2 separate regions of the Mus musculus genome follow, and region 2 is linked to region 1. A link is a contact called in public Hi-C data. All regions are on one chromosome and are shown on one strand. The core of a region is the stretch at or near the end of the contact, and the rest is flanking DNA. Distances in the headings are between cores, read along the strand shown. Region 1 overlaps Cpsf2 (cleavage and polyadenylation specific factor 2). Region 2 overlaps Rin3 (Ras and Rab interactor 3).

What was found. Hi-C and Micro-C count contacts between places; a contact is called where the count stands out from the background.
Region 2: a Hi-C map of bone marrow-derived macrophages shows a contact between it and region 1, with 32 read pairs. The contact joins two enhancer-like sites. A contact is called at or near these places in 3 of 15 datasets of contacts at CTCF or cohesin (large pre-B cells, pro-B cells and stem cell-derived epiblast-like cells), 53 of 484 Hi-C or Micro-C datasets (B cells, the Ba/F3 cell line, the C2C12 cell line and 32 more), 5 of 115 datasets of contacts at active chromatin or transcription factors (the HPC-7 cell line, acute myeloid leukemia, bone marrow-derived dendritic cells and 2 more) and 1 of 9 other capture datasets (embryonic stem cells).

What each region holds. Positions count from the first base shown.
Region 1 is chr12:101,993,677-101,996,436 of GRCm38.p6, forward strand. All of the region lies in intron 8 of Cpsf2 (cleavage and polyadenylation specific factor 2), which reads left to right. Among named protein-coding and RNA genes, the nearest start is that of Cpsf2, 19 kb to the left of the region's middle. Within about 2 kb of position 1,360, at least 56 of the 459 cell types and tissues checked have an H3K27ac peak or open chromatin away from gene starts, as enhancers often do. A contact at or near this core is called in bone marrow-derived macrophages and microglia, where this site is marked.
Region 2 is chr12:102,337,961-102,340,720 of GRCm38.p6, forward strand. The region is part of intron 3 of Rin3 (Ras and Rab interactor 3); the gene reads left to right. Among named protein-coding and RNA genes, the nearest start is that of Rin3, 56 kb to the left of the region's middle. Within about 2 kb of position 1,366, at least 29 of the 459 cell types and tissues checked have an H3K27ac peak or open chromatin away from gene starts, as enhancers often do. A contact at or near this core is called in bone marrow-derived macrophages and microglia, where this site is marked.

The DNA of each region.
Region 1 (2,760 bases), core at 110-2,609:
CAGTCTGTTTAAAGGGCCTCAGCTACAACTATCTAGTTGGTACAACTTTGTATTATTTTTGTTAGTTTTTATTACCAAGTATTCTTTATTGTTGTCTTTTGCCACCAAATTGAATAAAGTTCCAGAAGAAGAGGAAATTTTTTCATATTCTGAGTGGCCAGACTAGTGCCTAATATCCTAATCTGCTGGTTACCATCACAATGACAAAGGCTGAGTTCCTACCAGGCCAGGTCACTGACACACCAGCGTTTACTATGGAGTCTGACTTTTCATGAACACACAGTGTCTGAGAAACCTAAGCCTTGATCATTTAGAAGAAGAAACCCAGTAATCTTAAAATAGTAATGTTAAAACAATTAACAGACTGGAAGTTTAGGATTAAGGAATTAGGCTAGATTAGGAAAAAAGCATAATTTGGAATGATATAGTGCAAGTGTAGAAGCAATATATCTTAGGGCCGATTTTCTGGAAGCTTTATTAATACAGCAGTTATTTCAGATATCTGAACTGGAATATAAAACAGACGTATGTATGTATGTATGTATGTATGTATGTATGTAGATGGGGTCTTGTTACATAGTTAGTTCATCCTGGCCAGAAACTCTAAATTCTTCCCCCTAAGACTCCTGAGTTCTGAGATTACAGGTTTGAACCAACCAGGAGGCCAAGACAAACTTTTTTTTTTTTTTTTTTTTTAAACAAGAGGTACAAGTTAAATCAAGGAATTAAATACTTATTTAAAATTTGTGGGCAAGGTATCTATGTGAGTTGCTAACATTTTATAATTTTAAATCATGTTTCAAGTAAGCTACTAGCCAAATGTGAGATGCCACATTTGTGAGCATTTGTCACTTAATTTGGAATTAATTTTTAATTTTTATTTTGAAATAGTTTCAAATTTAACCAAAAGTTGCAAAAAAATAGCGTGAATGTTTCAACTACCCAATTGTCAGGGTTTTAGCTGGATTTGCTGTATCACATCTTTATCACACAAGCAGAGCATTACACACACATTTTGAAAGAAATAGCAGTTATTCTAGCCTTGCCTTACCTTGGATAGTACTACAGTGTATGATGTGGAAACAGGAGCCACAGAAAAAAGGAGATAAACTCTGACCCTGCCAACTCTAGCCGGTTGGTACAACAGTGTCCTTTTAAGTCACGTGTTCCAGTTTTGTCCAAGAGTGCCCAGGAGTACATGTTGCATTGATTCCTTGTGAATTGACATTGAAAAATTGCTAATAATTTTTAGGTTAGCATGCAAAGTGGTGAGTTTCATTATAGCATTTTCATCTACACATGAGCTGCTGTGCTTTGCTCTCCCCCCTGCCCACACTCGCTCCCTTCCTTCCTCAAAATAGTTCCTCTTTCTGCTCTTACCAAGCTTATCCCATTACTGTCTCTACTTCTCCCTTCATATCTCTTCTGCCTTTCCCATGATCCCCTTTCTAGTTCATGATCTCCCAACATATACACACACACACACACACACACACACAAATTAAAATCTAGGCTCTGTTTGCATTAACTGTTTTCTTATTCTTTTATATATGTGGATGCTTTGCCTGCTTATATGTCTGCACCACGTGCATGTCTCGTGCCCATGGAGGCCTGAAGAGGGTATGCCTCCAGACAGTTGTGTACTGCTATGTGTATTCCAAGAATTGTAGCCAGATCATCTGGAAGAGCAGTCAGTCCTCAACCTCTGAGCCCCTTGGTCTCTTTATGTTTTTAAATCGTTATGTATATACACGTGTATATACACATGGTGCACTCATGGAAGTCCAAGGACAGCTTTCTGGAGTTGGTTCTCTCCTTGCACAGTGGGTTCTAGGGTTGGAGCTTAGGTTACGGGGCCTTCATGGCAGTGAAGTGTTTTCCTCACTGAGCCATCTCGCCAGCCCCAAGGATTCTCTAGTTTTCAAGGTACTCTGATGATAAAAACTGCTAATTCAGTTGTTGCATGTTGATGAATTTGCCCAGTTCTTATTATTTTAAATGTTACTACTATATACTTTTTAAAAACATCTCTTTTAGTAGATTGAATTCTAGAAATAGGAAGATCTATGTCATAAGACAAGCACAGTTTAATTTTTGTTAGCAAATTATCTTCTGACAGTTTGCTAATAATATCTGCTGGAAACACTGTAATGTACCTGTCTTAGTCAGGGTTTCTCTTCCTGCACAAACATCATGACCAAGAAGCAAGTTGGGGAGGAAAGGGTTTATTCAGCTTACAATTCCATACTGCTGTTTATCACCAAGGAAGTCAGGACTGGAACTCAAACAGGTCAGGAAGCAGGAACTGATGCAGAGGCCACGGAGGGATGTTCCTTACTGGCTTGCTTCCCCTGGCTTGCTCAGCCTGCTCTCTTATAGAACCAAGACTACCAGCCCAGAGATGGTCCCACCCACAAGGGGCCTTTCCCCTTTGATCACTAATTGAGAAAATGCCTTACAGTTGGATCTCATGGAGGCATTTCCTCAACTGAAGCTCCTTTTTCTGTGATAACTCCAGCTGTGTCAAGTTGACACAAAACTAGCCAGTACAGTACCCTTTGCCCAGGTAGCAGTTGGCATTTCCAGTCTTGCAGATTAAGCAAATTGTGATAGCTTCTATGTGTTACCTGTGTCAACAACCACTAATAAATTAAGTGATGTGTCTGTGGCTATAAGCCGTCCGTGTTCCTTACTGTTTAAGTGTCCTCTGCATAGTTTGTCCTTTTTGATGTGGCATCTTTTTCTTGATATGGAGAGTTC
Region 2 (2,760 bases), core at 116-2,615, 340 kb after region 1:
TCTGCCTCTGCCTCTGCCTCTGCCTCTGCCTCTGCCTCTGCCTCTGCCTCTGCCTCTGCCTCTGCCTCTGCCTCTGCCTCTGCCTCTGCCTCTGCCTCTGCCTCTGCCTCTGCCTCTGCCTCTGCCTCTGCCTCTGCCTCTGCCTCTGCCTCTGCCTCTGCCTCTGCCTCTGCCTCTGCCGGATGAGCACAGGCAGTCTTTCCTCTGGGCTAAGGCCCTGGTCATGCTAGAATCAGTCAGAACCTCTGGAGAGAGTTGTATGTGCCTCTCCCCAGCTAGAAATTAAGTATATCATAAAACCAGAAGGTGCTATACCCAGGATGGTTTTAGTTTTCCCTAGAGAGCTGATTATGGCCATCCCCCTGCTGCTCCCACTTCCCATCTGAAAAACCAGGAGGTGAATAACCACCCCAGAGAACCTTGGGCCTTCACATGTATGTGAGCATCTTGCAAACTAAAGCATGGGGTGGGGCATACATGGTAGTTTGAGTTGGAATCTGAGCACACTGTGATAGGATCTTAAATTCTTGGAGAAATCAGATAGATGATGTGACTCAGCTATTCATGGCTTGCATTTGGAGTCTTGAGGGAATTTCCACACAGACATCTGAGGTGCTTCTCCTTGGCTTCAGCATCCTGAGGACCACAGCCTGTCATGTCATTCTCTGGAAGTATGCCACGGAGATCCCACTTGCTTTTCTTTGAGAAGTATTCATGGCAGGGGCCATGAAAGAAAAAGCCAAGAGACAGACTTAGCTTTGAAGTTCAGTGGTCACATACTATACAGATAAACATGGGCAGAAGTTCATGCTTATAACCTATGGGACCTCCCTATAGCAGAATTTGGGGGAGAGCCTTAGAAAAGGGTGTGTTGGGTTTGTGTTGGATCCCCTGGGCCTCTGAGGACTTTAGTTTCCTACCAGAGTCTTGGGACTCCAGCAGGATCTCAGGTTTGCAGAATGTGACTCAATGGATTGCTGTAAGAATCTCCAACTTCTAGGCTAGCCTAAATCATCCACATGCCCCTTCCTCCTCTGAATTGTGGCACCAGAAGTACGTAGTGAGACGTGGCTGGGTGCTGAGTCTTGGCTAAGTGTGATGGGAGAAATGAAGGAATGCCATAAGATAGCAGTCAGTTATCAAGCATTTGGTAGGAAATGTTTCTTTTCTAATTTCGACCCAGGATCTCTCCACATGCTCAGCCTGACCTCAGACATACCATCCTCCTGCCTCAGCCTCCCAAGTGCTAGGATTCCAATTGCTCTGCTAGTTTAATCTGCATATCAGCTTTAGGATATGGCACCACAGTGTGGCAGGTTAAGGTATATTTTTTTGACACTTCTTCCTTCCTGGGGTGGAGTCTTACTGCCCCCTTCCCTTGAATCTACTTGAGCCTGTGACATCTGTGGTCAACAGAATAAGCAGAAATGGCTCTAGCCAGTTCCTCCTAGGTTTTCAGAGAATTGGCAGCTTCTTTTTAATCTCTGAGAGCCGAGTTGCCTCCATCCTGGGGAGAAGGGTCTGGGGGTAATGGGAGGGAGAAGGGCCTGGCTGGATGTCGCTTTTAACTCTCCCTGATTTGAGGGGAAACATCCTGGATCCTGCAGACAAGACCAGGACCCAAGTGAAAAAGCCATTTCCCCTAGGAACAGAAGAATCTCCCAGCTGAGCCCTGCCTGCTTTTGACCCATAAATCATGAGCTACAGTTGCTATTTCCAAGCCACTCAGTTCTGTCTTCTGTTACACAGACGTAGATAACAAAAATCATAACCCCTGTTTTTTCAGAGACCAAGGCTAGTCAGAATCACACATTCGTGAGAGGCAAAGCCACAATTTAAACCACAGCAGTCCAACTCTCAGCTCTCAGCGCCTGCTCCTACTACTCCATGGGCCTATTCTTGGGCCAGTGAGATGGCTCAGCAGGCAAAAACATTCACTACCAAATCTGACAACCGAGTTCATGCCTGGGACCCACTCACATGGTAGAAGAGAAATTCAACTTCCATAAGCTGTCCTCTGAATTCCTAGTGCACAGAGTTGTCACATGCACTGTCCCTTGCCCCCCTCCCCTGCATATAAATAGATACAGTTTTTGAGGGAGAGGGGCTCAAGAAAGGGTTTCACTATGTGGCTCTGGCTGTCCTGAAACTCACTCTGTAGACCAGGCTGGTCTAAAACTCCCAGAGATCCACCTGCCTCTGCCTCCTGAGTGCTGGGACTAAAGGTGTGCGCCACCACCACCTGGATATTAAAAAAAATAATTTATAAAGCAAAAATAAATGTGCACCTGTTATCCCAGCATTTGTAGGGACTGGAGGAGGAATCCAAGAGAGGAGGACCATGAGTTTGAGGACAACTTGGGCTACAGGAGGGGACCCTGTCTCAGAAGGAAGAAGAGGAATAGATGCTTCTGCTCTCAGAAAACTTCTCTCCAAGAAGAGGAACTCACTTGCCATGTTTAGAGTTACATACCTTGGTTTATTTGTTTATTCAGTTTAAGTACACTAGGTTGGCTCAAGGTATGCGTAGATGACTAATCTAGACAATCTTAGGATTTGCCCACAGAAGAACTGCCCCACCACCACTGGTGATGAATGGGTAGGTGTGGAAGGTGGGGGTGTCCTGAAGGACAGAGAGAAATGTCCTATTTGGTGAGAGAGGAAGTGCATATGAAGTGGCAGGACAGCTCATGCAGAGTGCCAGGGTACGGAGTGTGTGCAGGGGAAGCTCCGCGCAGGCAAATGTGGAAGGAAGGGGTA